Linked DNA regions of Mus musculus: regions 1, 2 and 3 are each linked to region 4. A link is a contact called in public promoter capture Hi-C data. All regions are on one chromosome and are shown on one strand. Each heading gives the region's core, a stretch centred on a gene start, on an enhancer-like site or on the middle of the called end of the contact. The rest is flanking DNA. Distances are from core to core; before and after follow the strand shown.

Region 1 (2,976 bases), core at 357-2,856, 400 kb before region 4:
ATGACAGACTTTGGAATACAGCAAGGAGGCAGAGAAGTGGGGAGTTCCCAGTCCCAGCCCTGTCACCAATTCGCCATGTGGCCACAGACCCTTGAGGGTGACTGAAGGATTAGTGCCTGAATGGTAAGCAAGTATATACAGTGCTGCGTAGATGTTGGGCTAGGTAAGAAGCTAGGGTTGTCAAGTCCCACCATCTGCAGCAAGGGGTCCATCAGAGCTGAGGCCTTGGGCAAGCCCCACCCTAGCCACCCTACTAAAGGACCATAAAGGTGGGAAGAAAGGCTGCTGGATCTATTCACCACAAGGGCCATGTGAGTCAGCAAAGACAACACTGGGCTGCTAGTAACCGCTACCACTGGAGTTGCATTAATCAGGATCAAGACATCTACCTGAAAGGGGTGCCAGGCCCCCAGACAGATGGTGGTCCTGCCTCCCTGAGACAGATGGATAGGGGTTATAGACACTAGATCAGGAGGAGCAGTGGGCTATATCTGTTATTCTTTTCATTTCCTATCAATCAACACCCTAAAACTCTGAACCAGATAGAAGGGAATAAGGTATGGAAACGTCCCTCCTCCCATAATTAAACAGAGTATAAAACAATGTCTAAAATCGCTCCAGTCTCTACAGAAAGAGTCCCAGGCACCTTGCTTCCAGAAGTCCCTTGTCCTAAGCCAATGAGGCCCTTCTTCCCTTATTTTTACCTGATGGACCCATGGTCCACACCCATGTGCATCCACAGGCACATCAGTGAGTGCCCAAAACCATCTCTCTTAGTGTAGTCTTTATTGGCCAAAGAACCTAAGGGAGGTTCTGTGCCTGAGAGGAGACTGGTTTTGCAGTGCATTTGAGGGGATCCCCGGAGGGAATTTGGAAAGGAGGAGGTGAAGAACAAAGCCCCCTCCCCACTTTGGGGTGGAGGGGCAGGCAGCGCCCATCCATCCCTGATCCTTCTCCTCCTCCCATTACCGGAGGAGCTTCGCTCAATCTCCCCCACACCATGCTAGACACTGGCTTCTCCCCCACCCCAGCCGCAATCAGGACTTTAGATGGGGATGAGGAACAGCCACGCCCAGAGCCACACCCCACAGCGGTCGACTGGGTTAGATGGACGTTCTGCTGGGTTCACATTTCCTTCCTCACACGCATACACCCACAGGGATATGCCAACTTCAGCTCCACTTGCCCATACAGAACCTGCCTGACCACTCCTGTGCCCCTCCCTAAGCATGCATTTGGGGAGCCGCCCAGTTACCCCTCACCTGTCGAGCTCTGGCACCTAGCCACTTTCTCCAACCCCATTCCAGATCGCAGGGCTCAGAGCTCGGTGCCTAGCATGCATGGGTGGGGCTCCAGCCTTCCTACCGAGGAGGCACGAAACCCACTCCCTCTGAGCCTGAGGCGGGCTGGGTCTGGAACGTAGATGGTCGCTGCTGCGGTCAAGGGGACAAACCAGCCCACCTTACCTGCGCCGATCAGGTTGCCAGCTCAGTCTCTGTGCACGCCGACCTCGGACCTGCCACCCAGCGATGCCGCTGCCGACGCGATGTTGCTGCTGCTGCTGCTGCGGCGGCGGCGGCGGCGGGCGGGGCAGCGTGCGCGGGGAAGTGGGGGAGGAAGAGGGAGGGGGAGGTAGTGAGATCACCTCCCCCGCAGCAGGCCCCGCCTCGCCACACCCTCGTTCCTTGTTTCATCTGAACCTGGCCGCAGAGCCCCGCGCGTGATAGGGACCTCGTGGGGGGGGGGGGTCCTCTTCAGGAGCTCCAGCAGTCCCAGTATCCCCGAGATGAGAGTGACCCCCAACCTCACTATCAAGGATCCCCGCCGCCCTTGAGGCTTATATTGGAAGTCATTTGCAGAAGTATTCTCGGGATCTCGGGGCTGGACAGTGGGGAGAGGATCCAGACTGGGAACCAGATTACCTCGCCTCCACTTGGCCTTCGAGGGCTCTGGCTAGTAATGGGCATTCATATACCATTAGGTCCGGGCCGCGCCCTGGTCATGTGTTTGAATGTATCCGCACTCTCAGGGCAGAGCGCCTCTTGGAACCCCTGCCCAGCCACGACGCTAAGCCAGGGCTCTTCAGGGATGTACGCCTGAACCTGAGTCCCCAGCCTGCGAAGGAGGTGTGGCGAGGCACACCATACAGTCCCTCCTAAACACTAGGTCCCAGATTAGGCTAGAAGGGAAAGTTCTCAGAGAGAGCGCCCTTCAACCTGAAACCCCCTACTTCTGATCTTCCTCCCACTTCCCTCCTGCTCAGTGCCTTATTTCTTTGTCCTCGGGATTGGCCTCTTTCTGACCTTTCCTGGTCGACCTACTCTCGCTTACAGCCCTATGGGGAAAGCTTATGGAAAGGAGATTTTCCCAGTGGCGCCCCCTCCCAGGCTTAGGGCTGTGACCTCCCAAGCGAGGCGAAGCAGAGGGGGCTGGAATTCCAAAGTGAGTCCAGCTAGCTGAAGCTGCAGGGCAAGGAAGGCCTAGGGCCCAGATGGCAGATTGCAGCCCTGGTAGGTATGGTATTTTTATGAGCATGCCTGTTACTCAGTGAAGCATTCTGTAGGTCCTCTGCTCAGCCTGCCAACACTCCCCCAGTGGTGCAATGCCCTGATCCCATGAAAACACTTTTGGCACTCTGGCCTGGTTTCCCTTCTCATATGATCACCTCCTGCCAGCTTCCTTCCCATGAAAGAAAAACTTGGGGATGCCTGCTAGCACTCTGTGAAAGTCTGGATGTCTTTCCAGACATCCAAAGTGTACCATGGAGTCTTTAGGAAGAGTCATCTGAATGAAGTGGAGGCTTAAGCAAAGAGCTCAGAGGCCACTACTCCTTCTACAGGCCTGCCACTTGGCTCAGATGGATTCAGAATGAAGCTGCGGACCGTACTCATGAAGCTTCACTGGTTCAAATCTCCAGGAGACAGCAGAGGAGACTGAGCCAGGCAGCTAGGTCACGAAGCCAGGGGCCTTTTTAGC
Region 2 (2,907 bases), core at 239-2,738, 500 kb before region 4:
ATGATTCTGTGGGGTCCTTTTTCTCCTTGCATTTTACAAGAATTCCAAGGATTAAACTTGGTATCCAAGCTTGGAGGCAGGTGCCTTTACCCACTCAGCCATCTGGCTGAACCAGAAGTCCCTATTTTAAATAGAATTTCATGTAGCATATGTAGCTCCCTTCCCCAAACAAAACAAGACAAAACAAAAAAGCCCCCAAGACCCCAACAACAACAACAACAAAAAACCCCATGGCATTCTGGAAGGTCAGAGTCAGCAAATGCTTTGAGAACATAAAGTCCTCTCTCCTCACTGGAACCCAGAGAGAAAAGAGAGCTGGCCTAATGCCATATTCTAGGTCAGTGGAAGAGCAAGGCCTAGAGGTCATAGCTCTTATTCCCCAGAGCTAGTTGTTGGTTTTCTGGTGCTAAGCAGTGCTACCCAGGAGCTAAACCAGCTAACCAAGACTCCAAAGAAAGAACCAGGAAAGCAAAGCCCTAGAAGCTTCCAGTCTTAGAACCCTGGTTCACTCTCATTACAGGGGTTTGGGCTTGTTTGTTGGCCTTTTGGTTAGAATCAAGTATCTAGGTGCTTGGTAGGCGGAAGATCTGGAGGGATCAAGGATTATGGATAGCCAGATGGCGGCGGTGCATGCCTTTAATTAATCCCAGCACTTGGGAGACAGAGGCAGGAGGATTTCTGAATTCAAGGCCAGCCTGGTCTACAGTGTGAGTTCCAGGCTACAGAGAGAAACCGCGTGTTCGACGAGACAGAGAGAAACCGGGAGAGGGAACGCGGGGACACAGCGAGAGACACACAGCGAGAGAGATACTGATAAAGTCTGATTTTCCACCTCCACTAGGGCAAAGCAGTCTAAGAGAGGGAAAACCAAGGAGGAACTGAGTCCAGAAACAGGCTTAGATGGTACATGCAAGGTGGGCCAGGACACGTGGCCTCTTCAAAAGGGCTTCCACAAGGACACTACGGAGGGGACACCTAGCTACTGCGGTCTACCTTCCCAACCCTTCCGGAGGAAGGCACAGAGGAGCCAGATCAGAGTCAATTTCGGCCAACCGCCTCACGGACAGCAGAAGCAACCAGTGAACCCCAGAGTGCAGCCCTCTCCCCGCCCCTCCTATGGCTCGCACAGCCAATCGAATTCCGTGTTTGCTCAAAGAGCCGTTACCCGACTCCGGGTCTCAATTGGGTGTTAAGTCCCTCTGTAAGCCTGCAAATGTCCCACCGCCCATTCACCACTCACCTCCCAAGGACGGCAGAGGAGAGTTGGCTTGAGCATTGCCTTTGCAGCACCGCCAGCAGCTATCGCCACCTTCAGCGCCATGACGAAAAGTGAGGACCTCTACAGGTCAAAACATTAAGCACCGTTCTCGCGACAGTTGGGGACAGCGAGAAATCCGGGGTATGGGTTGAGAAAACGCTAGCATTACGCACGCGCACAGTCACACCGGTTCTTACGCCCCCTTCCGGTGCCTAGAGCACTGTTCCGCCATCTTGGGGAGGGGAAGGCTGAGAAGGAGGGAAGTGCGACCGGTTGGGACCCTGGCTAGGGAAGCGGACACGTCAGTGCCGCCAGCGACGTCACCATGCCCGACCCAGCCCGCCGACGCACGATTGGGTGCTGAGGCCGCTTACGCGTCGCGCTTCCTCGTCTGCTCCGCATGTCCAGGGTGGCTTGCTCTCTTTTCCCCTCGGAAGAGAAGAGGCGATGGCGGCGATGGCATCTTTCGGCGCCCTGGCACTACTCCTGCTGTCTGGCCTATCTTGCTGCTCAGGTAGCGGCCTGGCCGGAGCTTGTTTCGGGGCGCGCCCCTGCTGTTGGCAGGTGGTGCTGGGGGGAGGAAGGGTGTGCGCGAGGTGGGGATCTGGCCCTTCCCGGGGCTCGTCGCTACTGACGGGATCTTCCCCCGATGGGTGTTGTGTCGTGGCGACCAAAGCACCACACACACGTTTACCCGACAGCCAGGTTGCTTCCTTGTCTGCTTTTGGGAGAACCCCCAAAGCAGTACCATGCTCCGACCACCAGCTCCAGCAGGGAAGGTGATATGTATGTCCCTGGTTCCTGTGTCAAAAGGTAGTCGCACAAGAGCAGTGCTGGCAGCTACGAACCAATGCTGCATAGGCCAGGCTTCCCCAAGAGAAACCTAAGAGAGGGAGGCAGATCAGAGTAAGGGCACTAGGCGAGTTAGATAGGGAACCGATGAAGTGAGCAAGGGCTTTTAGTGCCCAGAGCCTCGACTTTTTGTGACGCCTTGGTATATCCCACCCCAAAGTTCATAGCAAAATTGAACCGTGCACAGACCCGTTGATATTTGTGAGACATCTGTAACGTGGTAGTGGGGCTGAGCTCAATCTGGAGTGCCGGCATGTGTTTTGAAAGATGTTAGCACCTCAGACCTGAGAGCCTGAACTAAGGACGATTTGGTTTCTGTACATACAGGTAGCCTCTGGCCATCCCTTCTACCCACCCCTCAGAGAATCCTTCAGTCTGTTGCTAGCAGTGTCTTAAAAAGACAAACCTGGCTGTAACATCTATTAGGGGTTCCATAGTGTCTACAGGGAAAGGCCCAGCTGAGCAGGTCACAGAAGGGTTGGTGGAATATGGCCTTGAGAGCCATTCCCAGGCATTTTCCTCCTGCCATTTATGCCGGTACAAGGTCTTCTCTAGCTTAATCGGTCATTCTTTCAAGACATCACATTTGGAGAAGAGTTGGATGAAAACTTTTCCTCAGGGGTGTTTAGTTTACAGGGGCAGGTTTGGTGTTTGGGCCCAGAATTTACTTCTCTCAGGAAACACTAGAACCAGTCTTGACATTCTGTCACCTGGATGGGTCTAGAGACCCTTATCTTGAAAGTCCCTGTGTGTTAACAACACCCCATTTAGTGTCTGCAGAATGCTTTCAGTAGGCT
Region 3 (2,833 bases), core at 54-2,553, 460 kb before region 4:
CGTGCTGGGCACCACCGATCGATCCCCGCGTCACCCACTCACCCAAAATGCCTGAGGCCCTGAAATCGACAGTCGTGACTTAGTCTAGAGAGTGGATGGGAAAATGGGTACTCAAACCCAGCTCCATTGACGACGTTTTAAATCTGGCCTGCCAGGCCCGGGATTCGGCCTCTGTCCCGCAGGCACTTCACTGCTTCTTTGGGTCAGGCTCCAACCCTGGGACCATGTGCCGGGAATCCAGACCGTTGCTATGCAACCTCCATCCCGCGCGGGCCACTGAGCGCCTCACTGTCCCGGGACAGAATCTTAACTTCCCACCTGGGCTGATCTGGACACATGGTTAGTGGTCGTTACGCACTCGGAGTGCCAGGTGATGTGCCTTGAACACCTACATATCTTCTTCACCCAGTTCCTTCCATCCCTGGATGGTTCCCACAGGGCGCCAGCACCCAGCAACCCATAATCTGAGGGCGAGATCAGCTCCCTACCTTTTTCTCTCGAGCCCTCTCGCCCTCCCACACCTGCCTTTCTTGACTCTACCTGGCCCTCCCCCTCGGGGTTTACAGTTTTCCTAGGTCCGGCTGCGACCCTCTCCCCAGCAGCCCAGGCGCCCTACCTGAAGCATCACTTTGTACTGCTCCTCCGGTTTCTGGACCACACACATATTACATCCCATGATGCTGGCCGGCGAGGGAAAGAGGAGAGCGGGAAGAGGAAGGTATCTTTCACTGGCCAGTGCGTGGGACCACGGGTCCCGGGCCTGGGCCCGGGGCCATACCTTACCCCGGGGGGCCGAGCCGCCTAGCGGGGGAGGGGGGCACGCCCCCAAGAGGAAGGCAGCTCCAAGCCTCTCGACTTAACTCTTTGCTGGCCGAGGCCAGACACAGGCATGCTCCTTCGCACCCAGCCAGGGGAAAAAAAGGGCGGCGGGGGATGGGCGGGCGCGCCGGGCGTTGCCTGGCTACGGCCCCCCCACCCCAGGAGGCGCGGGAGCGCGCCTGCCCGCCGGGGCCGTCAGGGGCTGTCAGGGGCCGTGGGCCACACGGCTCCCCGCCCGCGGGGCCGGCCGCTGCCGCTGCCTTTGCCGCTGTCGTCTCCAGCTCCCGCCCATGGCCATCAGCCCCGGGAGTCCAGCCTCTGGGCTTGGCGACGTGGCCCGGCCCGCCGACGGAGAGGCGGCCAGGCCCACGCCAGCTGTAGCCTCGCAGGGTCCCGCTTCTCTAGCTCACGGCGCTCTCTCAGAGCCTGGCCCACAGCCGGTCGCTTGTCTCCAGCTCCTGCCTGGAACACCGGAACGCGCGCGCGCGCGCCCGCAGCAACAGCGGGGGAGGTGTGCGGAGAAGGGGCGCACGCGCGTGGGAGAAGCAGAGGCTGGGTGCGGGCGGGAGCGGCAGGGGGCCTCAGGAGTCGGCGCAGGGAGCTGAGGGCGGGGCCTGAGTCCCTGAGACCAGATAATGCCAATGTCCGAGGGCGAGGTGTCTAGTGGACCTGTCTGCTAGGTGTGTCCCTGAGAAAAGAGGATCCTGTCTGAAGAAGAAGCTTCCCTGGACTCCTGAAGAGAGTTCAGGGCCTTGGTCTCAAGGAGAGGCTATTTCACCCCTTTCCCAGGTTCTAAATGTATCAGCCCCAATGTCTGTACTCCTTCCTCTGTCTCTCTTTAAAGACTGGTTCCCTGCTTTAACTGAGCCATTCCCTTGCTATCTCTGAAACGGATACCTTTGTTTAGAAGAAAAACGTGGGGGTGCTGTAGGTGGCAAGAGAACTACAGAGAAGCCTCATTCTTTGGGGCCTTTATGGGCACCCCCCTTGCTTGCACTGAAACCGCTGTCTGTTTCTCAGTTCCAGCCTTCCCTCCTCACACTTCTCCTTTAGCCTCTTCCCTCCCACAGGCTGCCCCTCTTCTTGATAAACCAGAGGAAAAGATGGCCTTTGGCTAGATAACAATGACCGATTGAAAGCTAGGTTCCCAGAGGCTGCCTGAGAGAGCTGCTTAGCCCTCTTACCTGCAGAAGATCCTTTGATAAAATTGTCTGGTCTTTATCTCCAGGCTCTGGCGAGTGAGGGGATTTATAACAGCATAGAAATGTTTAATTAACAGTATTGGGGGAGGCTGCTTCAATACTTTTCCTTTCCACCCCCACTTTGGTTCAAAAGACAGAAATAGGAATAACCTGAAATCCAGAAAGGAAGTATGAGTGCTTATAAACTGTCTTTCCCAGAAAGCAAAACTTGAGCCTTTCAGGAGATGACCAGTAGATCTTCCTGAGGAATACCCTTTTTGAGAGCTCAGTACAAATGTCTGTGGATGGGAGGCACTGTGTTTAGATCAGCCCCGGGGAGAGGAGATGGACCCTAGTCCTTCCACCATGGTTACTGCCACAACAGCCCCCTCTGCCCTGTAATTTGAGCTTCCTCATGCCTACAGCATAAGATCTAGATCACCTTACTTCAAGAGCAGTCTCTTAGAAATATCCTCTCCAAATCTTTTTACCTTCTAATTGTATGTATTTCACCAAGGTCCTGACCAGTCATCAAAAACATTTTCCCCCAGCCTAGCCCACAGAACTTAGCACAAGTCTTTCTTCCTTCCTTCCTTCCTTCCTTCCTTCCTTCCTTCCTTCCTTCCTTTCTTCCTTCCTTTCTTTCTTTCTTTCTTTCTTTCTTTCTTTCTTTCTTTCTTTCTTTTTTCAAGACAGGGTTTCTCTATGTAGCTATAACTGTCCTGAAACTTGCTCTGTAGATCAGTTTGGCCTCCAACTCAGAGATCCTCCTGCTCTGCCTCCCAAGTGCTGGAATTAAAGGTATGAGCTATTACTACCTACCTAGCAGGATT
Region 4 (2,754 bases), core at 178-2,677:
TTTTGGAATACATGTGAGCACTGGGGCAGTTCTGCACTGGCCAAGCTATATTTGGAGACTGAGACCACTAGGACTCTGAGGATGAACCAGAAAGAATAACTGTTCCTGGCCTCAGCATAATGCTTCCTAGTCTTCCAAAGACAGCTTTAGCTTGAAATTCCCTTTCCTTCTGAAGTTCCTCCCCAGTAGAGACAACCTCCTCCCTTTCCCTACCCGCAGGATTCTCATACCTCCACAGCCCAAGTCGGCCCCACGCCTGCCTCAGCGTTGAACCGAATAAAACATTCCACTCCACAGAATCGCAGCTCCAGCCAAGGCGGGTAAGGACGCGCAGTTGGGTGTGTGTGGGGGGGAAATGGGAAGAAGAGGCGCGGGTTTCCAGACACACCCAAAGGGGCCGGCTCCACAACTTTCCCGTCCCAAGTAGCAAGGCTGAGCGCCACCCTTCAGCCCAGGAGCTGGTTTCCAGACCCACCCAAAGGGGCGGGCCATAAGCAAGGCTGAGCTCCACATCCCTGTCCAGTAGGCTGTGCCTGAGAACTGGCTACCTGCTGGCCCACCCCGCCCATGATGGGTGTTTCTTTTGCCAAGCGAATAGCAACTTGGGGAGCTGGCGGCCTCTGCTCGACGAATCCGCCTGAAAGCAAGTCGAGGAAGCGTCCTTGCTTGTTGTCGCAAACATGCCTACTATCACCCGTGCCAAGAAGCAGCAGTCTATCATTGAACAGTTACCTGGACCTAGGGAAAAAGGTGAGGTAGGCTTGCTCATTCTTTGGCCAGTTCCCCTGCAGCAAAGAGCAGAGCAGAGGCAGTCTTCTCTCAGGGTCCTCAGGCCCTGAACCACAATGTTGGTGCGCACTCCCAAATTAAGTTTGCCTGTGTGACGACTGCTCAGAAAACCCAAAGCAAAGGACCTTATGCACAGGATGGGTAGCGCGACTGACCTGTTCAGGTCCCCACTGGAGTGGCAGTTTAGAAAAATGCCTCATGGCAGAAATTTGTTAGTTCTGGTACCACATGAATACTAGGCAAATGCTCTATCGTGGAGATAACCAAATGCCCCAACCCCCAGATCACTGGGAGAAATAGTACAATAAAAGGCAGAGAATAATAGACGCGGACACCCGATGCCCTTTTCCGGTCTCTGTGTGAGCCTTCAGAAGCATGCATAACCGGATACACATCGGGTGGGACAGGGAAAGAGAACAAGTAAAAAGTTTCCACCAGCCTACGACTTGCGTAGCTTCAGGTAATGGTGCTGTGTAGCTAATGTCGCCTGTAGACACTAGAATTATGGAATCAAAGAGACGCAGCACTGCTTAAGGCGGTTTGGAGCCAAAACCTTGACGGGGGAGGGGCCGGAGCGAGGCTGGCGTAGACCCGCCCTGGCAGCCGTCAAGCAACCTAGGCATGTTTTGCGACAACAGGCAAGGACGCTTCCTCGAGTTGCTTTCCGGCTGATTCGTCGAGTGAGGCCGTCAAGACTTGGTTTCTAGTGCGCATTGCTTTGTACAGCAGTCCCGTCTCGTCGCCTGAGCAGCGGCTCTTCTCTATCCAGAGAACAGTGCTAGGGAGGTGCTGAGCTGTTCCACCAGGTGACCTTAGTCTAGTCCTCTGCCAGTCTGTTGGAGATCCTTCTCCTGAGTGGTAGAGGACATCGGCTGGCCTGGGGCAAGAGGAACTCTGGGCTCCGGGGGCGGGGCCGGAGCCGGAGGAGATGCCCCTCCATGTGAAGTGGCCATTCCCCGCGGTGCCCCGGCTCACCTGGACTCTAGCCAGCAGCGTCGTCATGGGCCTAGTTGGCACCTACAGCTGCTTCTGGACCAGTGAGTGGCAAAAGGCCAAGGCAGAGTCTGTTCACAGGCCTCTGGCCTGGCTGGGGGTTTTCGGACTGGGAATATGGCAGGGGCTTTTCTGGCACAGTAAGAAGCCTCGGGCAGGTGGAAATGACCTAGAGCTTGGGACTGACTTCTCTTCCCAGAGTACATGAACCACCTCACCGTGCACAACAAGGAAGTGCTGTATGAGCTCATTGAGAACCGAGGCCCTGCCACCCCCCTTATCACCGTCTCCAACCACCAGTCTTGCATGGATGACCCTCATCTCTGGGGTATGGTGCCAGTGTGCTGGGTTCAGGGAGGCAAAACAAGAACAGGCCCCCACCAAAGACAGATTGACTTCCCACCAGGCTCTTTTGAAAAACTTTACCTTGTTTGGGGGATATACTGCCTAACTGCTGGAAGTTTTGTGTGTCCCCCTTAGGATTCCTCCAGGGAATGTGATTTAGACAGGATATCAGAAATTTAAAAGGAGTGTGGAAGTAGCCATGTCACATCAAGGACTTTACTTTTTCACAGGGATCCTAAAACTCCGCCACATCTGGAACCTGAAGTTGATGCGTTGGTGAGGAGGAATGGGCCCCTTGAAGTGACCCATCCATTTCTGCCCAGATTTGCCTTTCTCTGCTCAGGAGTTGGCATCCAGCCTTCCAGGAAGGGCATGGGTGGGGCTCCTTAGGGCCTTCTCTTGGAGCTTCATTCTGTATGGCAGTGATGGCAGGCATTATATTGGGTGGGGAGAGTTGGGGACAAGCAATGGGAAGTCTTGGAGGCAGGGATGATTGGGTCTATTGCTGCTCTAGGACCCCAGCAGCTGCAGACATCTGCTTCACCAAGGAGCTGCACTCCCATTTCTTCAGCTTGGGCAAATGTGTGCCTGTGTGTCGAGGTGAGCTGCTCCTCTGGGAGGCATGTC

The links. Promoter capture Hi-C pulls out the DNA fragments that hold promoters and counts their contacts. Capture Hi-C pulls out chosen DNA fragments and counts their contacts.
Region 1: a promoter capture Hi-C map of hippocampal neurons shows a contact between it and region 4, with 4 times the contacts expected there. The contact joins the promoter of L1cam here to the promoter of Taz in region 4. A contact is called at or near these places in 4 of 39 promoter capture datasets (hippocampal neurons, liver, neutrophils and 1 more).
Region 2: a promoter capture Hi-C map of adipose tissue shows a contact between it and region 4. The contact joins the promoter of Ssr4 here to the promoter of Taz in region 4. A contact is called at or near these places in 5 of 39 promoter capture datasets (the SN4741 cell line, hippocampal neurons, liver and 1 more), 10 of 115 datasets of contacts at active chromatin or transcription factors (astrocytes, double positive thymocytes, effector CD8 T cells and 7 more) and 2 of 9 other capture datasets (adipose tissue and liver).
Region 3: a contact with region 4 is called in a promoter capture Hi-C map of hippocampal neurons, with 3 times the contacts expected there. The contact joins the promoter of Pdzd4 here to the promoter of Taz in region 4. A contact is called at or near these places in 2 of 39 promoter capture datasets (hippocampal neurons and liver) and 1 of 484 Hi-C or Micro-C datasets (embryonic stem cells).

The regions. Positions count from the first base shown.
Region 1 is chrX:73,879,228-73,882,203 of GRCm38.p6, forward strand. L1cam (L1 cell adhesion molecule) reads right to left here and starts at 1,607. Exons shown (of 29, transcript NM_008478.3): 1 at 1,467-1,607.
Region 2 is chrX:73,785,535-73,788,441 of GRCm38.p6, forward strand. Ssr4 (signal sequence receptor, delta) reads left to right here and starts at 1,489. Exons shown (of 6, transcript NM_001166480.2): 1 at 1,489-1,772. The coding sequence starts at 1,706. It overlaps Idh3g (isocitrate dehydrogenase 3 (NAD+), gamma), which reads right to left and starts at 1,363. Exons shown (of 13, transcript NM_008323.1): 1 at 1,241-1,363. The coding sequence starts at 1,321.
Region 3 is chrX:73,823,666-73,826,498 of GRCm38.p6, forward strand. It overlaps Pdzd4 (PDZ domain containing 4), which reads right to left and starts at 1,304. Exons shown (of 8, transcript NM_001029868.2): 1 at 617-1,304. The coding sequence starts at 676.
Region 4 is chrX:74,281,291-74,284,044 of GRCm38.p6, forward strand. It overlaps Taz (tafazzin), which reads left to right and starts at 1,428. Exons shown (of 10, transcript NM_181516.6): 1 at 1,428-1,826; 2 at 1,982-2,110; 3 at 2,358-2,403; 4 at 2,642-2,727. The coding sequence starts at 1,718. It overlaps Dnase1l1 (deoxyribonuclease 1-like 1), which reads right to left and starts at 336. Exons shown (of 8, transcript NM_027109.3): 1 at 231-336.